Linked DNA regions of Gossypium arboreum: region 2 is linked to region 1. A link is a contact called in public Hi-C data. All regions are on one chromosome and are shown on one strand. The core of a region is the stretch at or near the end of the contact, and the rest is flanking DNA. Distances in the headings are between cores, read along the strand shown. Region 1 holds the start of LOC108456224 (transcription factor MUTE). Region 2 holds the start of LOC108457208 (probable E3 ubiquitin-protein ligase LUL4).

The links. Hi-C and Micro-C count contacts between places; a contact is called where the count stands out from the background.
Region 2: a contact with region 1 is called in a Hi-C map of leaf, with 3 times the contacts expected there. The contact joins the promoter of LOC108457208 here to the promoter of LOC108456224 in region 1. A contact is called at or near these places in 2 of 5 Hi-C or Micro-C datasets (both in leaf).

Annotation. Positions count from the first base shown.
Region 1 is chr9:53,264,137-53,266,836 of ASM2569848v2, forward strand. It overlaps LOC108456224 (transcription factor MUTE), which reads left to right and starts at 1,352. Exons shown (of 3, transcript XM_017754821.2): 1 at 1,352-1,548; 2 at 1,685-2,074. The coding sequence starts at 1,453.
Region 2 is chr9:54,237,161-54,239,860 of ASM2569848v2, forward strand. LOC108457208 (probable E3 ubiquitin-protein ligase LUL4) reads right to left here and starts at 1,427. Exons shown (of 4, transcript XM_053019314.1): 1 at 746-1,427. The coding sequence starts at 1,248.

The DNA.
Region 1 (2,700 bases), core at 102-2,601:
GAAAGGGTTATACCAAAGATTATCAGCGAAACACAATGTGCCTTGGTGGAAGGTTGACAATTTTTTTATGGAATCTTGTTGGCTAAGGAAATCTTGCACTGAATGACTAAATCCAAGGAGAATGAAGGGGGATTATGCTTATGATTGCGTTGGTTGGGACTTGTTAGATCGTAGAGAGGCGAAATGATTCGTAGCTGTGTTGAATTGTCTGTTCTATCAAATTAATGGCGATTAATCAAGGCTTTCTGTCGGGTGGTCTGCAAGTCAAATCTGATAAGCTTGTATGACCTTTATAGGTGCAAGCCTGGTGTTATTGGATGATTGTTGTCACTTATAGGTGCAGATCTTTTTCCCTTGGTTTTGTAATCTGGAATATTGTACCACCGCTTTTACCATGACCGTTTCAATAAATTTGTTTCTAGCTTAAAAGAAATTTCATTAAAAGAGAAGAAAGAATGATTCGGGAGGAGAAAGTGTAAAAAACTTTTTGAAATTTTTTAATTTAATTTTATTTTATTTTAATTTAAAAGTGTCACGTGTTATAAAATAATTGTTTAAAAAGATTTTTTAATGGTCGAGATAATTTGGACAATAGACTATGGTTTAGGTATGACTGCAGGCAACAAAGTCTAGTTTAAGTATCTCTTGTAAGAAAAAAAAAGTTTAGGTATAAATTTGAAAAAAATAGTATAGTTTAGGTATCACTTTAAGTAATGGGATATAGTTTAGACATCACTTGTGATAAAAAAATTAGATACCAACTTAAAAATTTAGATATCATTTTGTGATTTAAGTCTAAAAATTACTACATTTAAAGTATTAAGTAATATTTTAAAAAAATTATTAATGATAAATTTTAAAAATAGTAAATCAAAAGTCAAAAGAATTTAATCGCCAAAAGTCAAAAGTGTGATAAGTTTATTAGAATTTAGAATGAAGGGAATAACTACTGACCCTTTAATCAAAACATGTCATCATAAAACAACACGTGGACAAAACAAGTAATATAAACTACATTCATGGCTTATTTTATTTTATTAGACAATTTATTTACTCACTATAAAGACAGTGCATGCATGAAAGACATATATAGAGTAGTAAGAAGAGGGGAAAATGCATGAAAAATAGGTAAAGGCAGTTAAAAGATGAGCAAAATTACATGAGGAAAGGCTGTAATTGTTCCAAGATAATAAACGTGAGCTCTACGTAATGACACTTATTTCTAAAGAGTAAACCAAAGCAACCCTCACGAGACTGCATCCCACAGCATTTATTTCCCAACTAAGTCATCAGCCACCACTTTCCCAACTATATTTTAATATTCTTATATATATATATAAACCCCACCAAACAAAAAAAACAACTTCATGTCAAAGCATTACATCTGAAAGATCCATCACATACATATATAAAAGATAAAAACCCTAGTTGAGAATTGAACTCTTTGTGAACATGTCTCATATTGCTGTGGAGAGAAATAGGAGAAGGCAAATGAATGAGCATCTCAAAGTTTTGCGTTCCTTAACCCCTTGTTTCTATATTAAGAGGGTAACTTAACTCTTCCTTCTTTTTTTCCTTTTATTTTCGATCGATATCAAGATTGCGAGATTGAACCCTAATTGTCTTTCTCTTTCTTAATTTCTTAATTTTTAGGGTTTCATTTTTTCTTTTTTTGTTTCTATAGGGTGACCAAGCATCGGTCATAGGTGGTGTGATAGAGTTCATCAAGGAGTTGCAACAAGTTTTACAAGCTTTGGAATCGAAGAAACAAAGGAAGAGCTTAAGCCCTAACCCTAGTCCAAGTACCCCAAGGCCACTACCTTTGCCCGCAAAACCTAACCATTCTCCCATTGGATTCGAACCGGTGGGAGATGTCGGTGCTTGTTGCAACTCATCGCTTGCGGATGTTGAAGCAAGGATCACCGGATCCAACGTCGTCCTGAAGATCGTGTGCGGACGAATACCCGGTCAAATTCTGAAGATAATAGCTGTGCTTGAGAAATTTTCATTTGAGGTTCTTCACGTCAACATCAGCAGCATGGAAGACACTTTTTTATACTCCTTTGTCATCAAGGTATGATCATTATCTATTTGTTTCAACCACAGTTGTTATTGCCGGCATTAAATAATGCGTCAGAGTTTTAATGGACTTGAATTTGCTAGGAATTAATTTGATATTATTGTTGGCGTCGAGGGGTTTAGGGTTTATACCCCTTTTGTCATAAAGGTATGTCCATTGTATTAAGTAATACGGGACATGGAACACGAATTTGATAATATTGCAGTACTAATTTGACGAATATATTACTGGTAATTTAGGATTTAGGGGTTATACTCTTTTTGTCATAAATTTGTCAATGTATCAAAGAATTAATTTGATAATAAATATCACGTGTGCTTTGTATCAAGAAATAATCAATGAAAAATTGTTATTTTCCATTATATTCATGAACTATGGTTTCAACTCTAACTAATTATCAATGGGATATTAGATTAATAAAAATAACTAATGTTCTCCGGCCACTAACAAATGCTTTATATATATATATATATATATATATATATATATATATATATATAAAACAATGTTAAATATATGAGTAGAAGATGAGAGATTTTACTTCTTATTATTATTATTTTGATAGAAAGAGATTTTACATTCCAATATGCATTTATTATGTGCTTCTAATCATATATATG
Region 2 (2,700 bases), core at 177-2,676, 970 kb after region 1:
TTTTATCCCATAAAGGATTAGACATTTCAATCGCCAACCCTAAGGATGAAGAGAACTTTGCAAGGACTTTGAAGAGTAAGCCTATCAATTACAGTCCACATTCACTAATATAGCTTTCATAGTTCCTAATGCATATACGATAAGGATACTCACATTTGATTAGTTAAAGCTAGAAAAGCAATAACCAAATGCACAATCCCGAACTCAAATAAGAAAGCTCATCTGCTCATAAAAATGTGAATTGTATCTTGCCTCAAATAGATTTCTAATCCTAGCAGCAAAAATGCTTCTAAATAGTATAAGGACTAGCTGCTGCTGCATTAAGATTTTTAATCCTTCAGATTTGGTAGGTTCATGGCATCACTGTCAAACGCAATGAAGTTACAAGCACTATTTTGGAATCCATATAACATCCAAACCCTATTACATTATCTAATTCTCTATCTTTCTTTAATCATTTAATGACCAAAGAACAGTTTTTTATAATTTCAATTTGGTTTTTCATATCAAACTAGCTACACTAACATCGGGTTTGATTAGGATTACATTTTGTTTTTTCCATTGGTTATGTACTCATGCTTTCAAATAAATATTTCAACTATCATTTATTTGATTTTTTTTTCATCCAAAAATAAAGTAATAAACCTTAAACTAAACCCATCTTTACTTTTTCCTCTAAAAAGAAGAACTTGAACCAGACCCAAAATTAAGCAACAAAAGTAAATAATTTTTTGAAAAAAATTACCTGCCATCAAACAAAGCATCAAAAACGAAAGAAACCAAGTGATGATCGGGATTCTGCTCGTCTACTTCCAGCTTCAACGTATCCTTGTGCACGTTCACATCATTCCTCACTTTCTTGGCATTATAATGCTCCACATAAGGAGGTGGCGGCTGAGGCGGCACCGCCGCCACGGCATGAGCACGAATCGGGGGCCAGGCACTAGCCTGGTTGGCGAAATATGGAGGATATTGAATAGGGTAACGACCCATGACAGGGTTTGAGTAACAGCAGGGGTTGTAGGGTGGGGAACAGTAGTAATTGTTGGGAATTGGAGGCGGTGGGGGTGGAGGATGCGCAGGATAAGGGTGGCTAGTAGAAGGCTGGGATGGCGGTGGAGGTGGCGGAGGAGGAAGGGAAGTGGGTTCTTGGGGATAATAGAAAGGTGGAGGAGGTGGAGGGCCATGGAGGTAAGCTTGGTTTCTCCTCCGGTTGCTATTGCTTGTGTTGCTCCATGAGATGCCCATGTTTGGAGAGAAAGAAAGTGAAAGGGAAAAAAGGAAAATTTTCCAAGAAAATGGACAGCTGAGGAAGAGAGTTGCTTTTATTTCTTAGTTTGGTGAAACCAATGAAAGTTCCTAACACTCTAATTCATTATTGACTTTTTTGCTTTTAAGTCTGTGTTTAAATTTCTATTTTTCTGTAATAATAAAATTTTTATTACAATTTTATTAGGCTTTGAATACATCTTAGAACTCTGGCCTGATAGGTCTATTTTAATTTGGGTGGGATTTAAATAATGATTTTTCTATTTTAATTTAATTCAATTTGACTTGAATTCAATTTAAATAATAAAATTTATTTTAAATTAAATTTTAATTATAAAATATATAAAATAATAATAATTTAAAAAATATTTTTAAATAGTATAAGGTGTATTTTTTTTACTAGCTCAACTGACCTTAAAACTAACCTGAGTTTGAAAAATATTTTAGAACTAAGCCTTCACCCATTCACATCTCTAATTTTGTGTTCTAAATTCTATTTTATATAATTATTGGTCAAATTTAGGGTTGATAAAAAATCTAATTAAATGGGTTTCGACTCAATGTGATACGATAGAATCGGCTTTTTAGATTTGATTTAAGAGCGGGCCTTGATCTCCAATTAATTAGATAGATTTGTATTTAGGAAAAATTCGTCCTGTCCCACTTTGTCCTCAGATAATTATCAAAATATTATTTAATATATAATAGAGTTAAATATAAAATTGGTAATCGAATTTGTCCACTTCTTCCATATTGGTACTGTTTTTTTTGTCCCAGATTAGTACTCGAACTTTTTTTCGTCAACTAGTTTGATATTTTTTTTAACATCGTTAAGTCTGGAACAAGTGACAATACCGGACAATGACATATGTTATTAGTGACATTATGATATTGTTATCATCTAAAAATTAAATTAAAAATTATTAATAAATAAAAAATATATACAAGAATAATAAAAATATATTGCACCTTTTCTTTTCTTTCTCGATTTTTTTTTCTTTCATTTCCCATATTTGTCCTCATCTTATTCTTTTCTCCTTCGTCCTCCCATAGCCTACCTTAGATCCCATTGATGTAGTTTCTTGCAAGCAAACAAAATTGTTGCACACTGGGGGTACCAATTTCAAACTTGAGGGTATTTTTTTTTTTTTTTTTGTTTCTTGATATTCTAATTGGTTTTGTTGAATATCTATTTCGAGTATTCAATTAAGTATTTTAGTTGTTTTCATATTTATATGTTACCTTAAATCAAAATATTATTGTGTTATTGACAGATGTTCTTTAATTTTCTTCAAATTTATTTGCAAAATCTTATAAATTCTTAGAAAATGCTATCCTTTAACATGAAACAGCCCTTGGTGGAAATAAAATCGATAAAAACTCAAGTTGAACACATCCAACTCAAATAGAAAACAAATAATAAAAGCTCTT